3 separate regions of the Hordeum vulgare genome follow, and all the other regions are linked to region 1. A link is a contact called in public Hi-C data. All regions are on one chromosome and are shown on one strand. Each heading gives the region's core, a stretch centred on a gene start, on an enhancer-like site or on the middle of the called end of the contact. The rest is flanking DNA. Distances are from core to core; before and after follow the strand shown.

Evidence for each region. Hi-C and Micro-C count contacts between places; a contact is called where the count stands out from the background.
Region 2: a Hi-C map of seedling shows a contact between it and region 1, with 4 times the contacts expected there. The contact joins the promoter of LOC123452312 here to the promoter of LOC123452310 in region 1. A contact is called at or near these places in 4 of 6 Hi-C or Micro-C datasets (leaf and seedling) and 1 of 1 datasets of contacts at active chromatin or transcription factors (embryo).
Region 3: a contact with region 1 is called in a Hi-C map of leaf, with 2.9 times the contacts expected there. The contact joins the promoter of LOC123452311 here to the promoter of LOC123452310 in region 1. A contact is called at or near these places in 4 of 6 Hi-C or Micro-C datasets (leaf and seedling) and 1 of 1 datasets of contacts at active chromatin or transcription factors (embryo).

Annotation. Positions count from the first base shown.
Region 1 is chr5H:529,508,493-529,511,713 of MorexV3_pseudomolecules_assembly, forward strand. LOC123452310 (UDP-glucose 6-dehydrogenase 4) reads left to right here and starts at 1,780. Exons shown (of 2, transcript XM_045128952.1): 1 at 1,780-1,907; 2 at 2,502-3,221. The coding sequence starts at 2,518.
Region 2 is chr5H:529,739,467-529,742,687 of MorexV3_pseudomolecules_assembly, forward strand. LOC123452312 (alpha-1,4 glucan phosphorylase L isozyme, chloroplastic/amyloplastic) reads right to left here and starts at 1,671. Exons shown (of 15, transcript XM_045128954.1): 1 at 1,393-1,671; 2 at 259-491; 3 at 70-171. The coding sequence starts at 1,573.
Region 3 is chr5H:529,690,460-529,693,680 of MorexV3_pseudomolecules_assembly, forward strand. LOC123452311 (probable WRKY transcription factor 57) reads right to left here and starts at 1,714. Exons shown (of 4, transcript XM_045128953.1): 1 at 1,204-1,714; 2 at 442-603. The coding sequence starts at 1,514.

The DNA.
Region 1 (3,221 bases), core at 530-3,029:
AATTGTCGATTTTTTTTTTTCGAATTATCACTGCTGCGGTATACTCCTAGAAAAACTCCAAACAAAGCAGAGCAGAGCCGCCCGGGGTTGAAGGTAACGCACTCGTCGCTGTCCTCTTTGCGTGCTCGGGACGCCTGGACACCACCGGATCGCTAATTTTTCCGGTGCACAAGTCTACCAGTCAGTACTAGACTAGAGGGGTTTATTGCGCTCGCTTGAGCCTCACTCAAAGCCGGATCACCACCAGCCTTTTCCTCCCGTTGGTTGCCTCTGTACGTTCGTTCCAACCGAATCGGGTGTGGGATGGTGGTGGCGGCCCGTGGCTCCGATGTCGGTGGATCTGCTGCTTACATTATTAGATTATGGTTAGGGGGCTGGCTTGAGATGCAGATCCGGTGTTTGTTAAAATGTCTCCGACTCTAGAGGGAGGCCCTCCTTATTTTGTTGTTGTGATTGCTGCTGATGTTGGTAGCCGAAGTGGAGGTTCTTTTAATCATGGTTTGTTTTGTTTGTTTTCTTATGACTTTCTTGACCTTGAAGGAACTCATACTCATAATGTTACGGTTTTCTTTCTTGTGATTTGTATTTTGATGATGGCTTGAATATATATGTTTCTTTCATGTGATGTGCATAAATAATGCATTGCAGTGCTTGAGAAATTTGACTTATAAGAAGAGGAAGTTCTGATTTTTGTTGACTTGCTAGCTAGAGCATGTGACAACCCTTGACCTTGGACCGTGTAAACAAGTGCCCTGACGTTCAGTGTCTTTCCTAAACGATGCCTTAAAGTCGGAAGAAAGATGGAGTCTTCCTTAGTCTATTATTAGTTATAGCAATCAGCTGACAGTGACTTGTTGTTGCAAAAGAAAATAAAATCAGATGACGGTGACTTAAGAGTAGGACCATGACAATTCTGTATTTTTCGTGGTTGCGCTCTTTCTTCTCTTGAAAATAGGTTATATTCAGAGTCTAATTCTGAGTACTGTCATGTATGCTGGAGCTTTCACGTGGAAGGTTCAGCCGCTGTGTTTTTAATCAGTAAAAATTGCAAGTGGTTTATTATACACATGTTTTGATTAGTAGAGTATCGTTGGGACAAGCAACGGCACCAACATCAGGTTCCTGATTTTGACCGTGTCTGGGCTTTGAAGGTTTCCATCGCATGCTCCCAGTGGTTGGACATAGCTTGGCACTTCTTACATCTCAACCAAACACTGTAACTTCTGCATCCTAGGTGATTTTGTCCTCAAAATTACTCTGCCGCTGCCATAGTTGACCATCGACTAAAATACTTAATGTCGCTTGCCCCCAATTATTCCTCCACACCATCCATGTCCTCGTTCATGTTCATGGGGTACGAGTACACAGCCACTCCGGCCGTATTTTTGTAGCATGTATACATACACTGAACAAGAGATAACATGAAGAAAAGGGTCCGAACCTTCAGATCTGATCACACGCTATTTATTTATTCTCTAACACCTCTGGTATTTTTCCTATATTTTTCTCTCTGATTGGTTTAGATTTTTCTCTCTGATTGGTTTAGAGTGAGGAGGTTGGTGGTGTGTCATGGACTCATCTGAAACCTTTTCCATCAACGCAAGTCTGGTGGGCTCATGGATGGCATGAGAGCGGCACTTTGCCTTGCAAGACCAACTCACACCTACTCAAATTTTATTCCGGTTTCTGACCGGCCTTCCTCACGCGGTTAATTTTCCAGAGCAGGGTAGATCCAACCTGGTGGCTTGGTTGAAAGGGGTATATAAGGAGTTGCAGCCCCCTCTCTGCATACAACTCGTGGGCAGCAGCTTCTTCTCTGCATACCAAGAAGTCGCCTCCGTTGCTTTCCTCCAGCAGTGCGCGCCCCTCCTCTCCTCTCGAGATCTTCTCCGAGTTGCTGAGATCTGGTGAGAGTTTCCCCTGATCTGGTTAGCGTCTCCTTCGGTTTTAGTCTGTAGCTTTGGTGCCTGATCTTTGCGAGGAGCATGGTTTTCATGCTGTGGCTGTTGTGCTTTTCTCGGTTTCTCTGAAGGTGCTTGCTGTCTTCAGATCTGGCCGAGTGTTCGATTCAGATTCATTGTCTTGATTTAGTTAGTGGTTTGGGTAGTAGTGCTCCGTGCTGTGAATTTTTCATTTGGCCTGCTGGCTGTTGCCGCTGCCGGTGGATCGGGTGATTGGTGTGATCTCCGTTCAGTCTGTCATGCTCCTTGTATGCAGTCTGCGGAAGTAGTAGGCACCGCGTTTTCACCTAAAGTTAGATCATGCTGTGATGTTCATGCTGTTACTCATAACTGTTCATGCTTATTTGCCGGATTAGTTGGATAGAAGATTTCTTAGAACATTTCTGTAGCTTCAACTATGAACATTTCTGTCACATACTTTCTCTTTAAGGATCTGAATCTTGATTGCTTCTGTTTACTCTGAGTCTGAGATGTGCAGTGAAATTAGTTAGATGCCCTGTTTTTCAATCCTCTGAAAACAATTCTTTGCTGTCATCACAGGTTGTAAGCAGCCAAGATGGTGAAGATCTGCTGCATCGGTGCTGGCTACGTCGGCGGCCCAACAATGGCTGTCATTGCCATCAAGTGCCCAGCAATTGAGGTGGTGGTCGTCGACATCTCCAAGCCCCGCATTGACGCCTGGAACAGCGACACCCTCCCGATCTACGAGCCTGGCCTCGATGATGTTGTCAAGGCCTGCAGGGGCAAGAACCTCTTCTTCAGCACTGATGTTGAGAAGCATGTCGCCGAGGCCGACATCATCTTCGTCTCCGTCAACACCCCCACCAAGACCCGTGGTCTGGGAGCCGGCAAGGCTGCCGACCTCACCTACTGGGAGAGCGCCGCCCGGATGATCGCCGATGTGTCCAAGTCGGATAAGATCGTCGTCGAGAAGTCCACCGTCCCCGTCAAGACCGCAGAGGCCATTGAGAAGATCCTGACCCACAACAGCAAGGGCATCAACTACCAGATCCTGTCCAACCCGGAGTTCCTCGCCGAGGGCACTGCGATCGACGACCTGTTCAAGCCCGACAGAGTGCTCATCGGTGGCCGGGAGACCCCCGAGGGCAGGAAGGCCGTCGAGGCTCTCAAGTCGGTGTACGCCCACTGGGTGCCCGAGGAGAACATCATCACCACCAACCTGTGGTCTGCCGAGCTCTCCAAGCTCGCCGCCAACGCCTTCCTGGCCCAGAGGATCTCGTCCGTGAACGCCATGTCGGC
Region 2 (3,221 bases), core at 421-2,920, 230 kb after region 1:
TTTTTAGATAATGGTTCAATGATAATTTATATACGGACTAAAAACCAATCTCTGACAAAAAACGCTTACCTGACTAGCAACATCCTCTAGGTTATGTCCAAGTTGTTTTAATGCTTCTGCATATTGTCCTGTTAGTTCTAGGTTGCCAATAGCATTTGTAAGAGCTCTTCCCTGCAGTACACAAAAAATAACCATATAACATCGTAACGCAGTTACCAAAAGGTATGAGATAAAGCTAAAGGAAGTATATTGCGAGACCTGCAAAAACTCCATGGACAGGTAATAAGCTTGCTTTGCATTCACTTTGTTGTAATAGTCATATGTTGCATTCCAATTCATTATCAGAGAATCAAAAACACTTTTAGCAGTTGCATGGTAAGCCTTTAAGGGTGAAGAGTGCTCTGGCGAGAACAACGGTGTGAAGTCTGCATGGTGCTGGATATTTGACGCGATGGCGGAAGAATCAATGGAAGTTAGCACGGCTGAAAGCTCTGAGTTGCAAGAACAGCAATATTAGGATCCGAAACCTTATAAAGAGTAGGTATTAAACAGTCAAGAGTCGAAACAAAAAACTGCATGGGATATTGTTTTCGTGTGAAAAATCTTGTACAAAATAGTAGATAATATACTGTATCACCATTTGCATTCTACTAGAACCCTCCACCTCTCTTTTTATCCATTAATTAATAAATGAAAGGGAGCTCCCATAGCCTTTTCATCAAAAAAGGTAGTCAGGTACTCAGGTTGAATTGTGCCATGTTTCATCGTTTCTGGTGAAAATAGTTTTTGCTACCAAATCTTACGCCTTAATTTAATAATTATAAAAACGATACCGGTATTCCAACCACCTTCAGAAAAAAAAGATGAGTCGGTATACTGATCCTGCTGGTTGCTGGTTTGAAGTGCTATACTGTCCCAACCACCTTCAGAAATATTGACACTGTATAATCTTCAGCAAAAATCTCATATTTATTTCGCTAGTTCAGATTTGAAGGATTTTGTTACAGCTACAGATACTAGCAAACAGTATATTAGCGCTTGCTGCAGCATCCACAGGGGGGTGGCTCTCCACGCATAGAAGAATTTCTCAGAATTTGCTACCATAAATACACATTCTAACTTGACGCGCCAAACTAAGCCAGCTTCAGAAACTCAGAATACATTCGTTGAAGTTTATTCGCGAATTTAAGTTTCCTCTGAACCCTAACAAATCCTAGAGCAGTACATTAGCAATGCGCGCGCCCACCCAAAGCTCCCGCGCCACCGAAACCCGGGAGCACAATCAGTCAGAGGATCACGAATTCACGGGCCGCACCAGCGGGAACCCAAACCACATTACAGCCGACCGGCATTCCGTGTCGTCGCTGCCAACGGGAGCGCGCGGCCGCTTACCTTCCTCGGTGGAGGCGGGGCCCCGCACCTCCCGATCGCTCGCCACGCTCCGCACCACGAGCCCCCGCCGCCCCCGCCTCGGCGCCGCCCCGGCCCCGGCGCCCACGACGAGCCCCCCGCTGCCTCCGGCGGCGGCGAGCGGGCGGAAGGCGGTGGCGAGCGGCGGCGAGGCGGTCGCCATTGGGTGGGGCGCCGGTGGTCCGCGCTGACGACGGTGGGTGTGCAGCGCGCGCGATGCGACGACGCGAGACTCACGCGGCCCGCCCTGTACCCGAGTGAGTGATGGGGGGCGCTTCCGAACTGGAAGGCGTTAAAAATATCTCTCCGTCGCCGTGCCGCGCAATGCTGGCCGCCGGTACGCGTGTGGGGACGCTGGCCGGTGGGCCCCGCGCCGGTGCACGGTGCGGTGGTGCGAGGCGTGGCTCATGTGCCGCTGTGTCAGGGAGCGCTACTTCCGTTGCAGCGCATTTCGACGGCTGGGAATTGCTCCCGTGCTGTACAGCTTTTTGTCGTGTTTATTGGACGGCTGGGAATGGCTCTTCCCCTCGTGTGATGGTTTAGGGGTTTTTTTTGTGAGAAAGGCAAAATGCATATATTTCCTCTGTTTTAAAATAGGTATCTTAAAGTTAGTATAACTTTGTATTAGAGATAATACAAAATTAAAACATTTATTTTGGAATTGAGGGAGTATTAAATAGCACAAATCCTCACAAAAACACTTAGAAATTAAAATTTACATCTTCATAGTTTTGAGAGGTGTCAAATGCCTTCTTTTTCCTACATCCACCGGTAGTGCCCCGTGAGCTAATTCGCTGCCGCCTCTGCACTTCCATCTCACGCCCTGTTTCTTTAAGAAGTCTTAGCACTTTTTTTTTAATACCAACTAAAAAGTCTCTAGTCCCTACCCGTTTCTTTCCAGGGACTAAATAGGGATTGGAAGTCATTAAATGACATGTAAAAAGACCATGTTACCCCTAGTAATGTACTAGAAGTTATTAAATGACATGATAAAAGTAGGGGCACTGTTGTAAAAAGTGTCAAAAAAGTCTCAAAAAGTCCCTCCCATAGGGACTTCTTCCTTTAGTTCCAAATACCCCCTTTTAGTCCCTAAAAGTCTCTCCTGTTTCTTTCACATGGGACTAAAAGGGACGTTTTTTAGTCCCTACAGCAAAAAGTCCCTGTAAAGAAACACCCCCTCAGTGGAATAAACTTGTTGAAACTAAGGAGCTTGCAGATGCAGTTGTCGAAAAGTCATCGATATAGACTAGAAGATATCGGCGACCACGTTTTGCATAACAGACCGCTGCCCAGAAGAATAAAACACGGAAGATGGCATATATTGTTGGAATTATGTCCTAGAGGCAATAATAATATAGTTATTATTATAATTCCTGTATCAAGATAATCGTTTATTATCCATGCTATAATTGTATTGAATGAAGACTTATATACATGTGTGGATACATAGACAAAACACTGTCCCTAGCAAGCCTCTAGTTGGCTAGCCAGTTGATCAAAGATAGTCAGTGTCTTCTGATTATAAACAAGGTGTTGTTGCTTGATAACTGGATCACGTCATTAGGAGAATCACGTGATGGACTAGACCCAAACTAATAGACGTAGCATGTTGATCGTGTCATTTTGTTGCTACAGTTTTCTGCGTGTCAAGTATTTGTTCCTATGACCATGAGATCATATAACTCACTGACACCGGAGGAATACTTTGTGTGTATCAAACGTCGCAACGTAACTGGGTGACTATAAAGATGCTCTACAGGTATCTCCGAAGGTGTTCATTGAGTTAGTATGGATCGAGACTGGGATTTGTC
Region 3 (3,221 bases), core at 464-2,963, 180 kb after region 1:
ATCTGCTCTTCGGATTCTATATACTACAACGGGTAAACTCTCTGCCCTTCAGATTCTATAGCTACATGGGGTAAAGCCCGGTTGGGGAAACAAAAGATTCTATAGCTGCTACGTAGTACATGGGTTCGGCAATCATTTCCAAACATGAAGAGAGCATTGGTAATCAATTGAAAATCTTGTATGGTATATATACTATTACTGTCAGGAACAACCAACTAACTGATGAGAGAGCCAGAGACGCAAACCCTGAATTAATCGTTACAAACTGCGCGTGATTTTTCGTTAGAAAATGCTGGTTATATGCATTTTTTTTATGAGAGAAAAAGGCGGTGCGTCAAAATAAGAAACAAGCTTTACCCTTGGCCATGTGTGCAAATAATAATAATAGGAGTACAACATTAAGCAACACAAGTGAAGTGATGGACAATGGATGAGAGATACCTTGGGAAAGGGCTGTTCTTGACGGCTTTCTGCCCATACTTCCTCCATCTGTACCCATCCTCAAGGTGATCGACTTCGCTCTTGGTCACGAAGGCGAACCGCTGCTGCCGCGCCCGCTTCTGCCCCTTCTTCGTCGCCGTCGCCGCCGCCGGCTTCATGCTCCTGCGCGCATACACACATACACACTTAGTTAGCCATGTACTGAATTCTTGAGGATAGTTAGCTAAATAGGCCGGAATCGCTGGCTTGCTTGGTAGCATGCTCCTTAGCCCAAACATGTTTGGAAAATCAACATGCAGCATGAGCAAAACGTACGATCAGATCTAGTAGAAGCCATGATGCGCGCTCTCGCTGTTGAACAGTACAGCAGTAAGTACGTGGTGCAGTAATAAGTACTAGTAGTACATGTGTACGCGTATACGATTGGCGTAGCAAATACGTACGCGGGGAAAGGGGGCGATGAATAAACAAAGAACCCAAAGGCCGCCGGTGTAGTGAATGGAGGGAGAAGATTTTTTTTTTTTTTTGGAGGTTAGAGAGAGAAGAGGACTGAAAAGAGAAACCGCGTGAGAATGAGACCGGCCGGGAACGATCTACTCTACTACGTACGCACGCGAATCACGGCGGATCCGCGTCCGCGTGGACACGTCGCGGCCGGAATTGCCCCTCGCGGACGCGCGATCCGCGTAACCATGTCGCAAGCAACGCGAGGCAGAGATGAGAGAGAGAGAGAGGTGGACCGGCGCCGGCCGCTTGACTCACGCTGCGTCGGCGGCGGACTGCGGCCTGTCGGCGTTCTCCGTGGCGGCCGCGGGCGCGCCGTCGCCGCTCGAGCAGGAGGACGCGGCCGGCAGCATCTCGTCCGGCCGCGCCAGCGGGACCGAAGCGGACGCGCTGGCCTCCGGCAGATCCAGCGACTGCAGCTCCCCGGTGCCCGCGCCGAGGCCGTCCGGCCATCCGCCCAGCTCCGCGAACACCGAGGAGGAGTACTCCGCGAAGGCGTCGCCGGCGAACGGCGGCCAGTCCCCGCCTCCGCCCACCCCCTCCGGCCTCTCTCCCGCGGCGCCGGCCATGGCCCGCCGATCCGGCCGATCAAAGCTAGCTGCCGTCCGTGCTCTCGCTGCGAGAGAGAGAGAGAGTGGCTACACTGGTCGCGCACGCACTGCACCGGCGCTTGTTGGGGCTGGTTCTAGTTGTAGCGTGTGGCCTGGACGGTGCGGCTAGGCTAGGACGAGGAGTAACAACTGGGGTCGCGCATCGTTTTTGGTGCGGAGCGGGGCGGAGCAGACGCGTCGATAAAGAACGGGTTTTTGGAGCTTTGCTCGATCGCGGTCTCGGTCACGGCGGTCTCCGTCGGTAACGTCTTGGTGGGTGACACACGACTTGACACCGGTGACCGGTGCGAGACAGACACACAGATAGAGAGAGCGCAAGCGCAAGTATACGACTCCATGCGTACTCGACTATACTTACTACTACTTGCGTACTTAAAATTACTACTACATGGCATAGTAAAATCTCGTGTAGTAGTAACAAACCATGGGATTGCACCAATCATCGGTGGGATGGGAGTTAGCTAGACGGTGCGCCGTTTCGGCCGGTGTCACGTTAAACTGCTATATACATCGAGGGGGTCAGCACTCAGCATCCATCATCAAGCAGGAGTAATTAAATTCGAAAACAGCGTCTCCTCTGCGCGCGGTGGAACCGTGATGCTCGAATTATTATTTTCGAATTTGGGTTTTCTCTATTTTTGTAGTGGTGGTTAAATCGGGAATGCAGACCACGCGCATGTCCACGTTAGTCCAATTCTCTCACTTGTTGTTGTTGTTTGCTTTTCAGATAGCTAACCGCTTATTTCAAGCGGTAATTCTCTCACTAGTTTGAATGCGGTAAAATGGGCATATGCACTTTTTGTGTCATCCAACACCGTCTCACAAATGTCCATGGACACGTCTAGCTGTTTGAATTCCGCAAATCAGAAGAACCAAACCGGAGGAAGGTTTACAAACGTCTGGACCTCTGCCAAGTAGGACTTTGACACCATAGCCCTAACCACATCCGAGTAGGAGCCCACACATTTAGAAAGTTCGACCCTGCTTTCGCACCAAATCCCGCACGTTCCTTCCCTCACCCCTCTGATCGCTGCTACTCTCCACCCCCGTTCCCGCATTTTCATCGTCCACCACTGCATGGACCCGATCGAGATGTTCGAAGTGTCGCCGTAGCCACAGGCGGTAGCCACCCGCGAGATCAACTTGTTGATCTGCAATGTGCATAGCCCCAAACAGCGGAGCAGGGAAATAGTAGCTACATGACCGTCGAGGCGCCACCTCGTAATTAAGGTGAACAAGTTCGATAGGTGACCGCCGATGCACACACCACCCTAGTCAGAGCAGCTGCAGCTGTCGTACTACTACTAGACCACACCCCTCCCCCCAAGCCACCACCAGCAAGAGCCTTCGATGTTATTTTGGTTATCATGCATATATTTGCTACTCCCTCCGTCTCAAACTTACCTGTCTTAGATTTGTCTATATACGGATGCTTTTTTCATAGGCTGCTGAAATCCTTCTTTAAAAAAAAGAATGTATCTAGAAAAATTTAAAACAAGTAACCTGGGATGAAGGTTGTACCATTTTACATATGCAAAAATGCTATTGATTCAATATCTACATGTTAAATATAGGAGGCTCATGTTGGAGAAGATATTTGGTCACATGACTGGCTATTGTATTCTTGCCCAACGAAACCGTTCGCGGAACATTTAGAGTGTCTGG